2 separate regions of the Mus musculus genome follow, and region 1 is linked to region 2. A link is a contact called in public Hi-C data. All regions are on one chromosome and are shown on one strand. The core of a region is the stretch at or near the end of the contact, and the rest is flanking DNA. Distances in the headings are between cores, read along the strand shown. Region 1 has its middle 63 kb from the start of Gm35803. Region 2 has its middle 73 kb from the start of Gm36148.

Region 1 (6,477 bases), core at 890-3,389, 110 kb before region 2:
GTTCAGCAAGCCCTTTAGACAGTTTTCATCAAAAGCAACAATAAAATAGCATTTCTAATACTTCCTTTATGTGCATTGTGATTAGAATAAACCTTGTTGCCTTTCATCTCTCAAATTCAGTTGTGGCATAATTACATTTCAGACCAATAAATAAGTAAATAAATATCTAAGAAACAAATGTCTTTAAAGGGCAATTCCTTGATCTATACCATTGATGATGATATGCTGAAAAATGATACTTCCTGTCATGTTCTTCCTCCAATCATACAGCCTCCAGGTTAATCATAAGGAAAACATTGAATTTCCATGAAAGATTATCCTACAAAGTATCTCACTAGTGCCCTTAAAATTGGCAAGGTCACAAACAATAAGGAAAGCCTGAGTAACTGCCCCAGCCAAGCAGAAACCAGACCTATTGAGAACAACTGTAACAGAGATACACAAGTCCCCAGGAGAAGAGCCTAGAATACAAAGAAGGTCTGAAATAGAAACTACGGAAGTCTGAATTACTGGATGTTAATAATACACAGCATTGCTCCAGTAATGTTAACAAATGTGCCACACTAATGGTAAAGTGTTAACGACAGAGAAATCAGTAACTGGAGACTAGAGACAGGGAACCATCTTCTCATTATCCTGTAAGTCCAAAGCTAATCTGAAACACAAAGTCTTCTGAGGCTTGAGAGAGATGGCCTGTGTGGAAGCACCGGCCATGGAAATGTGGGGACCTGACTGTGGATCCCTGGGACCCATGCAATGTTCAGAGCATCAGTATTTTTATCCCAGTGCTACATTAGGGGAGATGGAAGGCAGAGCCAGAAACTCACCAGCCACTAGCCTGGCATACACAGCAGACAAACAAGAAAGATGCTGTCCCAAGCAACGTAGAAAACAAAGACTGATGCACTAAGGTTGGTCTCTGACCTCTACATGCTTGCATACCTTGGCACATGGGTACCCACATTCACATATAAGAATGCACACACATGTGTACATACACTTCATGTATACATGCCATTTACACAGTAAATAAATACATAAAATTAATTTTAAAAAGCCCAAATTTTCTGAAGAGTATTAGAGAAATTAAATACGTGACTCAAAAATACTTTATTCTAATGCTTTTTCCTCTTCACTGGAGGTGCTGCACCCATTGCACTATCACACCTCTACACACAAGTTCATATGTACACACACATACTCACACACACAATCACACACACAAGAACCGCCTTCTAGCCTCATTGATAGGGTGCCCTCCCCCACTGTCTCCGCACTTGACCCCAAGCCCTCCTTGACAAACGTCACTAACAACTACCAATCAGAGTAGTTTTCAACACCCAAATAACTCAAAAGTTCTTCCTTTGCTGCCCATAGAATAGCAGCATAAGACTCCCCTGAAGCAAGTATCCCTTCTCCAGCTCTGTTAGCATTGTCATAAGCAATCCTAGTAGGGAATTTATAATAGATAAAATTATCAGCCCCAATACATTATGACTATTTCAGAAATCAAAGTGTGTGTGCGTGTGTGTGTGTTCATTCTCTTGGTACTTAGATTTATACATTTATTTAATTTTAATCACAGTGGGCCATTGAGATGGTTCAGTAGACAAAGACACTTGCTGTCAACCCTGGCAATCTGAGTTCAATCCCTGGGACCTACATAGTAGAAAGAGAGAACCAAGTTCCTCAAGTTTTTTTTTAATCTCCACACACTTACCATAGCACAGTGGTGCATACATACTCTCTCACACACACAAATAAATGTAATAATTCTTTAAATGGCATTTGGGCCGGGCAGAGAGGCCAGTTGATAAAATGCTTGCCTTAAAAAGCCTGAGGTCCTGAGTTTGATCTCAAGAGCCTGCCTTTTAAAAAGTCAAGGTGGTATGTGTTTGCAATCCCAGTGTTGGGGAGAGAAAGACAAGCAAATCCCCAAAACTTGCTGATGAACTGGTTAGCCCACTTAGAAAGTGCTAGGTCACTGAGAAATCCTGTTTCAAAAAAGACAAAAAGGAGGAGGAAGAGGAAGACTATGAAGATAACGATGATGACAACACATGAGGAGTGAGACCCAAGACTGTTCTCTGGCTTCCAAATGATGGATGTATATACACATAAGCACAGACACACACACACATAAGCACACATACATACAAACCCACAAGCACACATACACACACACACACACACAGTGGCAATCTCAATACTACCTTCAAAACTTACACTATTTTGATGAATTACAAAGCACACAAAACTATGAATAGTAATGTTCAGACATGCCTGGATATGTAATGTGATAAAAATTGATTTTTTGAAAAGATAGAACAAGTAAGGAATGAACTCAAAATGTGTAAGCACTCATCTCCTGGAAAGCAGACGGGGTAGAAAGAAAGAGCACAATGCCTTTCAGTGGATGAGTGTATTTTACAACTTACTTGCATATCCCATGTTCTTTGGAATGTTATCAAATAAAACTATGGATTTTTAAAAGGATAATAAGAGCTTGTAATACTCGGTTCCAGCAGCCAAGGGCTCCAACTAGGGCTTATGTAAAGAGAAAAATAATTTATTAATATTTTTGGGTGACTCACAGACTAACCAGAAGGACCAAACAGCCAGGCTGCAGCTCAGCCAAGAACTCAGGCGTCAGAGCTGGGCCTCGGAAGACACCGTTGCATGCAGACACTGCGGCTTCCATCTCCAAAGCTACAAATAGTAGTGCTTTGCCAGGCTCCTTCTCGAGAGTGGACAGCTGCTGTCACAGGGTGTCCTTATGGCTCCCGTTTCTTCATGCTCCTAGCCTGGTTCCAGCTCTGAGTGGATAAGTCTGGTAGGGCCAAGTCATGTGCCTGTGTCCTTCCTCAGGAAGACTGGGAGAGTGTTGAGATTCTACCCTTTCCTCCAAGGATCATAGGGTTATAAATAGCTCACATGTAGCCAGAGACTTCATATGCTAAGGGTCCAAACAATTGATAAGTGTCCACTACAATCCACTTTTAACTGTTTAGCATCGACACACAGCCTTCCCCACATGCAGTTTTTTTTCCATTTTTTTCCAATTTTTTATTAGGTATTTTCTTCATTTACATTTCAAATGCTATCCCGAAAATCCCCCATACCCCCCCCCTCCTACCCACCCACTCCTACTTCTTGGCCCTGGTGTTCCCCTATACTGGGGCACACACATAAAGTTTGCAATACCAAAGGGTCTCTCTTTCCAATGATGGCCAACTAGGCCACCTTCTGCTACATATGCAGCTAGAGACACGAGCTCTGGGGGTACTGGTTAGTTCATATTGTTGTTCTACCTATAGGGTTGCAGACCCCTTTAGCTCCTTGGGTACTTTCTCTAGCTCCTCCATTGGGGGCCCTGTGTTCCATCCAATAGCTGACTGTGAGCATCCACTTCTGTGTTTGCCACATGCAGTTTTTTAAAAAGCATTTATACCTTACATACTTCAGCGACCCCTCACAGTGTTAATATGGTGGTATCCTTGTTGTCCCTAAACAGTGGGAACTCTCAAAGACCCAAGGTTTCAGGTCTCTACTCAGCTATACTCACGAGATCTCTGAGAATCCATTCTTCCATCAGAATCTATTCCTGATACTCTAGAGCTGCTAAACCAAAATACTATGCTGACTCCTCCCACCAAGTATTTTTTCTAGTAGAAACAGGGGGTAGGGAGAAATGAAAAAAAGAAAGGGGAAAGTTCAACTATAAAAATAGGTTCCATCCCACCAAAAATACTCAAGTGGCTATAAGTCAGTAGGTGACATCCATGGGTCCCTGATCCCATTCAGAGACCCTTCTGCCTTTGTCCAGAACCTCAGGGTTGACTCAATCTTATTCCTGGGAGATATGAACTGCTGGTAGAAAAAGGATCAGCCCCTCCACACACACATGACAGCTTATGTCCCAGGTGGGATGCTCTTCAAGACGCTCAACTATATTAAGGATTGATAAAGATTAATACTTCTATATTACTTATATTTGGAACAATTATTCTATTTTTACTTTAAAATAACTTTATTCTAATCCACTCACAAATAAAAACATCACTCCGCAAGATTAAGGTAGCTAGTCAAATAAAAAGTCACCCAGTCCCAAACTCTATGCACCTCAGTGAACTTTCATTCATTTAGAACAACCATTCTGAATGACTGCTTGGAATTAATACTTCGGTAATTTGTTGGAGACACAGGACTTTCAATGGGCTGGAGTATCCTCTAAATATCATTGACTACTTTGAAAATAAGCTTATGAATGGCTGAGGCCCTGTGTCAAGAACATGGATTTTCTGCTTCCAAATAAAACCTACTTCTATTACATCATATTAGTTCTCCAAATAGCCCCAGAGAAGGGGGGAAATGAAACCCGTCACAAAACTGTATGTAGGGTGACATATAAGTGTCACACGATGCACAGCGGACATGTTTAACCATACTCTTTGGTCACCCTCTTCCTTATACTCAGATTATTTAATTTTAGAAAGAAAAAATGAGACCAAGAGTAGGGCTGAGACCTTTTTTGTTCAATTACTCCTGAATCAGGAAGGCTTCACTGCCTGCCTCCTTTGTATTTCTTTCTTTCTTTTCCTAAGGAATTTGTCACTCATGCTGTTTCTCTGACAATCAATTCATTGATCTTCACCATTCCACTGTAGGAATATTTGAAATGCAAATGAGGTCACAGGTCTCTTTTCCATAAAGGAGGAGGGGTCAGTCATTGAGAAACAGTAAAATGGTATCACTCTAGAGATCCTCATCTTCCTATTATGTGAACAGAACAACCTTTCTCTCACATTATTATTTTTTTCTTTGTCAAAGCAGAAAAATAGATTACTTGCAAAAAGCACGCAGAAGTTAATTTTCCAAAACACAGGAAATCACTATATTGGAAGGATCTTTATTCATTTGACTGAAACCTGTCAATCCCTCAGACACTAAACATCAGCAGACTTAGCAAAGCTCTTTGTATCTATCATCTGCCTCATGCATTACTTGTGAAAAAGGTGACCTGCCTCCCATTAGTTGACTAGCTGATCTGAATCTTTGGGCTACTCAGATAAGTCATTTCCAGTGGCCCTCTTTTCAAAATTAATGAAATAGAAGAGAATACATTCTACTTAAAAAAAAAAAAAGCCCTGCTGGGAAATTCTCAGTGAACTAAGGCGAGTTCTTCTCTGTATTTCGCCTCTTTCTCACCCTTATTTTTGCTTTCATTCCAATGGACTGGGTTTCTGAATTTGTTTCAGATCCAGGAGACAGAAGATCAATGTCAAGGCCCCAGCTGGAACTAAACAGACATGAATCTCCGGTACAAAGCCACCTTCTTCCTTTTTGCTTCTAGACCTTGCTTAAGCCCATGAAAACAATGACCAAGTCACTCCTTGGAATATCTGTTGATCGGGGCCTATAGATAATCAAGACTTCCACCATAACACCCCACAGTGTTATTATGGTCATGGACTGTAACAGACATGAATAGTTGCTCATTTTCTTATTTTCCATACAACTATAGCTGATTTTAAGTACAGTTAGACCTTTATGTATGTGGGGGCTGGGGACTGTGTATTGAAAGACTTAACTCAGTGGTCACTATCTCATTTAAAAACTCCGCCCCACAAAGGTCAGCTCTATGTCTGGACACTGAAGCTAAACAAAGTCACCAGCAGGTCCAGCTGCCTTCCTTTCTGCCCTCATTTCCCACACTCTCTTCACGTTAATTTCTTTCCCCATACTGAGCAGCTTGACCTTTCTTACTGCAATATTTCTGATGTCTCTGATGCCTTCAGCCCTCCACCATCTCCATAACACGTTATCCTCCAACATCAGTTCAAACCTTACTGCCTGGGCTTCTTGCTGAGGCCCATCTCTTAACTAGATACATCTGTTCTTTATTCTCACCAGTACCTACCACACTGTCCCCCAGAAAATGCTAATTCCATCTCCTGTGTTCATTCAGAATATCTTCTTTCACGCATCAGTAAAAAAGTGTGAGGTTTGTTTATTTGTTTGCTTGCTTGCTTGTTTGCTTGCTTGTTTTTTTTCAGTTCAAATGTAACTGTCAAAGGAATGGCCATTTGCAACATCTAGCATTTAAATGAGGATGGCCAAGCTGATCAAGAATAGGAGTCGTATTTCTCAATACATGTCAAGTACTCCTTGTTCAAAATAGTTGGGGCCAGAGTGTATCACATTTTATATTTTTCCTAGTTTTGAATACTTGCATATAAATAATGAGATATGTTAGGTATAGAACCAAGTTTAGACGTGAAGCTCACTCATGTTGCATGTATGATTTATATACATAGCCTGAATGAAAATAACTTTATACGTTATTTTTAGTGGGCTTGGATTTTGACCATGGTCTACCATGTGAGGTAGTGGATTTCACCTATGCTGTCATGTTCACACTCCAACCCTTATGGCATTGTTTACATAGTACAGACTTTGGAATACATTAGATTTCAG
Region 2 (7,105 bases), core at 4,511-7,010:
TGGCTGACATGGGCTCCATCTGTGACTCACTGGACAGCATTACTTAGCCTGAGTGCTTCTCTGACAATATAAGCACTTAACACGAAGACAGGCATAACACTACCGGAAGCAAAGAAGCAAAGGCAAGCGCAAACAGAAACAACCTGCCTGGAAAAGAGACTTCAGGCATCATGCCTTCTGGAAGTCTGCTCTCACTTCCGCGGTTACGTTCCACGGAGCTCTCAATCTCTGGAATCACGCCCTCTTTCCAGATACCATCAACGCAATCAAATCTCCTGTAACTTAACCTTGGAAAATCAGATCAGCACTTGAAACCTGACTATGCTTCACCCGATGAGCCAGGATTCGGACGAGGTCACTGGTGAGACCTGTGGGTAAGGATAGGGTTAAATGAAACCAACAGAGATTGGGACAGACCCTGGTTTTGCACTAGCGGAGCAGATTATTGTCTAGAGACAGCTATGATTTAAGAAAACACAAACCAACCAGTTAGGACTTGAGAGTTGTGTTCCCCAAAGGAAAACTGCACCCTGTAGTCAAAACAAATAAGTGGGGGGGGGGGGGCTGGAAAGATGGCCTACTAGGTAAAGTTCCTGCCACACAAACATAAGGACCTGAGTTCAACCCCCAGCAAACACAAAAAGACAGGCATAGGAGCACTCACGGAATCCCAAGCTGGGGAGGCAGACACAGGAGGATCCCGGGATTCACAGCCAAATCTGGCTAAACAGATGAGTTAGCACCACCCAGCAAGAATACCACGGAGGCCAGGACAGAGCCCCACACTCTGATCTTAAAGCATATTTTCTCTCCTTTTCTATAACAAGGTCTCTTCCATTCTTCAAAATGCCTCAGAATACCTGTGTGCTGTCACGGGGCTTGTGCAACACTTACACACTCCTCTTTTAAAAATAAAACTTAGTTGCACTACTTTACAGCCACACTTTTCTTTTTTATCTAAAAGACAAATTTAATTCGCCCCCAATGAGCTCAGCATATTAAAAATAAGTTTTGAAATCAAAGGAAAAGTTTTCCATCTCAAAGAAAAAAAGAGAGAGAGAGAGAACTCTCAAAAACAACATCTGTAATGTTGTTAGGACCTGGGTCCTAACTGATACCTTTTGGACCAACCTGGGTCCTCCCACTCAATATGCCCCAGCCTCCAAAAGAGGCCAGCTCCTTAGTTACAAGAGCAAAAAACAAACAAAAAAGAAACAATCTAAATCTCTAAAAACAGAGCATCTCTCGGGCTTCCTTGAGCTTGTAAGCCGCCCACCCCACTCTAGCCTTCTCAAACGGAAACCAATCTGGGGCTGCTTCTGGCTTCCCCATACACCTTTGTGCACGCGCCTGGCTCACGCTAACTCTTCGGAAGATAACCATGAATGAATGAAAAGATAAAGTCCCTCTTCCTTCCTGGAACACAACCCTATGGAAATAACATCTATCTTCCTATACTATTTCGAAGGAAGAGGAACTGGAGATGATGTTCCCTCATAAATGAGAGCAGAAAATGATCTCCAAGATTATCTATGAAGGAAACAAATAGGCCCCCACCCTCATCCTCTCCACCCAGACACTAGCTTCCCCTCTCTCTCTTTCTCTCACTTGAATGTCAAACAATCACTGGGTACCCTTGGCAGACATCAAGCATCTTTTTCTTGCGAATCTATCCAAAAAAATAATGAATATTATTATATCTTCTTCACAGCCACATAATTGGCTAATACTAAAAGTGCTAAGAGAGATGGCGTTTTTGCTGGTTCACATCTAAAATTTAGACAATCAACCATGAATGCCTCAGGCTGACCACATGCTGAGAGAAGCAATAATAATACGTCTGGCCAGATTTCCCTGCCAACTGGAAGGCCCAGGTTTGGGAGCAGATGTGCTGTGGAGGAGTGATACATTTGGTGTTCAGTGGGGAGGGTCTGTAGGTCTCATCTGTCTTCTGGACCCCTACTGGTCAGCTCCAAGGGCAGTACCAGCTGCCTGAGGACCCGCTCCTCTATGAACCATCCAGGCATGGGGGAAAGAGATACATCCTGAGGAAGTGCAGCCCCCCAAAACATCCTACAGCCTAGGGACAATGCCAGCTCCCTTCTTAATGTCATCACAGTTCAGTGGCATTGCACAAGGTGATTTTGGCATCGTCCTCTTTCCCACTCCTCCCCCAAGCTCACTTCTGCCTCTGTATATAGAATCAGCCTACAGATCACATGTCCGCTAGAAGCCACAGATGACCAACTGCAAAATCAATAACCTCTGTCGCTGCTGCAGCGGGCGACCCGGGGCTTATCAGCAGCATCATAAGTACCTATTTGCCTGACATCTCCTAAATCAATAACTTTGTTATTGTTTGCATTATCTGACTATAAGTTTGGTCAATAATATACCCAGCTAATGGATAACATGAGCTAGGATTGTGTTTCTTTCTTTCATTTCTTTTTTTCTTCTTCTTCTTTGTCTTCTTTTTTAAAAATTTAACTCTCCCTATATTCACTAAGTGACCCTTACAGGCCCTGTTTCTATCTGCCTTTGCTGAGTTTTATCAAACCCTTGTAAGATATGGACTGCATTGAGACAAGGAAATTAATGTTGCCCAGGTCTAAACCAAATTGAATAAACCCTGTCTCTCTTTGCCATTACTTTTATTAGGTTTCCACAAGGATGGCAGATGGGCCTGGCCTGGCGTGTGTGTGTGTGTGTGTGTGTGTGTGTGTACTTCCTTTACTTAATATGCTCAAAGGAAGAGAATAAACTTGCTAGCAGTCCGATCTAGATGCACAAAGTTAAAAAACAAAACAAAAAATAAAAAAACGAATGTATACAGGGCCAGTGAGGTGGCTCAGAAAAGTTAAGCCCAACTGGCTAATTCAATCCCAGAACCCACACAGTAGAAGGAAAGAGGAGAAATTGCTCCCTTAAGTTATGCTCTTACACACTTACGCACACACACACATACACACTAAATAAATAAATGTAATTTTAAATTTTTAAGCAAAGTGTATGAAGTGATGAAGTTTTGTAGCCCTGTACATCATTAACCTAAAATATATGTATGATAACATATGGATAAAAATAGACAGTTTTAAAATAACGTGACATGTCAGCTCCCTGCACTGTCTAGTGGCACACAAGGATGTGGCAGGGCACAGATGGCGCCACCTGCCACTCACCTTGCTTGCGATCACACAGGATGCTTGCACCCTATAAAGTCAGAAATATTATAGCTAATAATTAAAAAAAAAGAAAGGAAATAAAACCTGGGAGTAACAACGGCATGTGATGCGCAGAATGCTTTGATTTTTCTGTCACATTAAAAATATTTACTGGTTTCTCTGACCCAGCCTTAGCGGCAACCCTGAGTCCTGAAGAGATAAGCAAATGGCTGGCTTACCAGAATGAGCCTGGGAGAATCATTGCCCGCTTCATCCTTCTCCCCTTAGCTGTTTTTTTAAATTGGATCTAATAAGTTATTCATATATAATGGCATTGGTAATGGGGTATAAATATATGGATCACAGGAAGAATGTTGCTGTTGTTGTGTAGTTTACATAAATTAACTTTAAAAGCATGCTACCGGATTTTCAAATTGTGGACTGCTGTATCTTAGCTCATGAGTTTAGAGTGCCCCGGAGCCAGCCTTAGTGCCAGACAAGTCTGATGCTTGACTTTTGCAGTGGAGATAACTAAGGCTTAGCCAGCTGGAAGACTGACTGCCAAGTCAAAGGCCTAGTTCACCCACTCCTCAATGGGAGGTGAAGCCCTGCCCCCTAACGCTGCCCCACAAGGGCCCCTAGGACACACCTTTCTCCACTCCTAACCTGCTCACGTGTTTGCTGTCCATTAGAGACATCATAGTGATAAAGACAGCTGCTTCAGGTGTGTATTGGTATCCGGACAGCACCTGCTGGGACTTCCAAGGTCCCTGTGTCCTGGATAAAGGAGTTGGATCAGGGATACACGGATGAGGATAGAAACTGAGAGAGTTTATTAAGGAAGAAAAGAACTTCAGGAAATGGAAATGGGCCAAAGCTTGAGTAAGGTCAGAGCTCAGTGACGCCTGCACTGGGTGTCCCAGAAGACTGGGGCACTTGTACTGTGTGCACACTATCTGCACAGGCTCAATTAATGTGTTAGCATTGGTGGGGGAGGGCTCTCTCTCTCTCTCCCTCCCTCCCTACTTTTCCCTCTCCTTCTCTCCTGCCTCCTTCCTCACCTCCCCACTCTGTCCTCTACCTTACCTCCCCTCCCCTCCCCTCTCTAATTCCTTCATAAAGCCTCTCCCTGCCCTGATCTACCTTCCTAGAAGGAGGAGGGAATGGTTCGACTGCCTAGTCTTTCTGGCCCTCTTTGATTTGAAGGAAACTGGAGAACAGTGAAAATACATCAAGTTCCAGAAAGGGGGAAAAAAATCACACACACACTCTCACATATACTCACACACTCTCACATATATTCACACACTCTCATACAGACACAATCACACATACTCATACACACTCACTACTCTCTCTCTCACACACACACACACACACACACACACACACACACACACACTGTATCATGCTAAGTTAAGAATGGATCTCGCTAACAGACGTGACAGACTAATGGTATTGGTATGGGTGAATTGCTGGATAGAGCATCACAGGAAAATTATGAATGAAAAGTGAAGGCGATCCATAAGTTATGGACATGGTGGGTTGGGTGATGATTCAGAGGCCTAGACTCCTGTCACCTGGTGACACGCATGGGACCATGTGCCCTAGGGTGGGCCATACAGCCACTCTTGCAGTTTCAAGGACCATGGACACCAGCTGGGCTAAGTTAAAGGTACTTCTAGTTTGTTTGTCCCAAATGTAGCCAAGATCACACATCCAAGGACGACGTCTCCATATTTATGTTCTGCTGGCTTTCCTCCTGTCACCTCATCCTATCTTTACACTTGGGGAGGGCTAGAGAGAGAGGGGTGACCCGAAGTGGCAGTTGACAGACAGACATGGTGTGCTCAGTGACTCCCCAAACTCATGAGCCACGGAGAGAAGACTAGAGCAGACCCATTGATGTGTGCCAAGCCTTCCTGCACAGCACAGCGGGCTGAAGGCCCAGAGGCCACGATAGCCTGTTCCCTTCGTCCTTGGCAGCCATGTTTTCCTTTCTGACAGGCTCCTCTTGGCTGGTACCCTGTTTGAGACCCTAGGTCCTAACTGGCTGCCTCGCTCATAAACAGGTGTCAGCCAATGGCTTACCCTTTGCACCCAGTTCTGGCGGAGGATTCACTCACACCGCCCAGAGTCCCTTCAAATAACAAGAATCTTTAGAAATAAGATGTTTTAAGAAAGCCTGTACTAAAACATCACAATCCGACACAGCGATTTGGCCTCGCTGGCTGTCTTCTTCTGGTTTTAGTTCACAGGATTAAATTGGAAGGTCAGAATCTTCCCTTGTCTGCAGACTAGATGGGATTTCTCTCCTTACAATGGGGCTGGGAACCGGCTCCTCTGAGCACATTTACATTACTCCTGCTAACACATTTTGAGGTTCTCTGGCTGCCACGCTACGTGAAACAGGTCAAGTCTGGGAGGGAGAAGGGGGCTTTCCCTTCCTGTGACCTCAGGACTGATTTAATTAAGCCTCTCCTCCATCCCCGATTTATAGTCTGCAAAGTGTCCTCGCAGAGGCCCTCTGATGTGCTCTGCCTCTCAATGAGCAGATAGGCAGTGACAGGGCCGCGCCATTCTGAGCGGCTGCTGCCCCCACGAGAGCACTTGGAACAAGCGCAGCCTCTGCAGCCCTCGATCCAAGCCTCCTTTGGTAACACCAGACGTGGGTGAAAGCTTCGAAGCTCTCCTGGCTCCCTTAGGCACAAAGCTTTCTCCTGAGACTCCTACTGTGAGGAGGAAATAACATTTGGAACCCTTCTCAGAAATCGGATTTCTTCTCTAGATTGAAAATGAAAATAAGAAAAGCCTTCACGTATCTGGATAGGAAGACAGACAGAGCTAAGAAAGGAGGAAAGGGAGGGAGGGAGGGAGGGAGGGAGGGAGGGAGGGAGGGAGGGAGGGAGGGAGGGAGGGAGGGGGGAGGGAGGGAGGGAGGGAGAGAGAGAGAGAGATCCCCAGGGCCTTCCCCTGTTGCCCATCAGGCTGCAGCTGTCCTTCACAGTTTAACAGCCCTGCCCTTTCAACCTGCCACCTAGGAATGAATGAAACCAAATGTCCCATAGGACATGGCCCCTCCCGGCCCCTCAAAGACTTCTCCCTGAAGATGAAATCTGACAAAAGAAACAAATTAGATTAAAATGTGGTACCAAGGGCTTTGCGTTGCTCAGATAAGAGAATCTGCAGAGTCCTTAGGACCCAGAGCGGTCAGTCCTGTTATACAGTTTGCGGTGGGGAAGAGTTCAGCTGACTTCTACCCACAGCTGTTCTTGCGCACCACCTCTCAGGCTTCACTGTCCTTGGCTTCAGATGGGGAGGAGCCAGTGGGGAAGGGAAGAAGAGCCTAGAACTGGCCCTAGGGACCAGACAAGTAATGTGAATAAAGAAACTGGCCATGTGACTTTTATATAAGTTAGGCTTTTATATAAGTTCTCCAGATTTTTAAATGTCTACCTCTCAATTTAAGAAAAGCACTCTCCCTGCAATATTTATATTGTGCACTTTCTAGACAGCAGGCCCACTAAGAACCATATGAAGTAAATGCTGGTATTGCTTCCTGTTCCCTAAAGAAGAGCAGTGTAGTAACACCTGCCTTACCTCAGAAGGCAGCCAGCCACCGGCCTGCATCTGTCCACTGCACTGGACTGCCTAAGGGCTTCACCTGGGGAGACAGCTCAGACTGGGAAATTGCTTACCAGAGAGACAAGCAAGAATGCCAGAATTCAACCTCCAGAACCCATATAAAAAGCAGGAACCTTTATGAAGACCAAGCTACACATCTGCTACATATGTACAGGGAGGTGTAGGTCCAGCCCCTGTATGTTCTTTGTTGAGTGGTTCATATCCCAAAAGCTGTTGCCTGTGTGTGGGATATATTCTTCTGGCTGGGCCACCTCAGTGGGAGAGGAAGTGCCTAGCCTCACAGAGACTTTAAGTTCCAG

The links. Hi-C and Micro-C count contacts between places; a contact is called where the count stands out from the background.
Region 1: a Hi-C map of cerebellum shows a contact between it and region 2, with 2.0 times the contacts expected there. The contact joins two enhancer-like sites. A contact is called at or near these places in 9 of 484 Hi-C or Micro-C datasets (the C2C12 cell line, the MNK3 cell line, the N1E-115 cell line and 6 more) and 3 of 115 datasets of contacts at active chromatin or transcription factors (bone marrow-derived dendritic cells, differentiating embryonic stem cells and pancreatic cancer cells).

What each region holds. Positions count from the first base shown.
Region 1 is chr1:64,339,077-64,345,553 of GRCm38.p6, forward strand. No RefSeq gene overlaps it. Among named protein-coding and RNA genes, the nearest start is that of Gm35803, 63 kb to the left of the region's middle. Within about 2 kb of position 2,140, at least 15 of the 459 cell types and tissues checked have an H3K27ac peak or open chromatin away from gene starts, as enhancers often do. A contact at or near this core is called in cerebellar granule neurons and cerebellum, where this site is marked.
Region 2 is chr1:64,440,466-64,447,570 of GRCm38.p6, forward strand. No RefSeq gene overlaps it. Among named protein-coding and RNA genes, the nearest start is that of Gm36148, 73 kb to the right of the region's middle. Within about 2 kb of position 5,761, at least 161 of the 459 cell types and tissues checked have an H3K27ac peak or open chromatin away from gene starts, as enhancers often do. A contact at or near this core is called in cerebellar granule neurons and cerebellum, where this site is marked.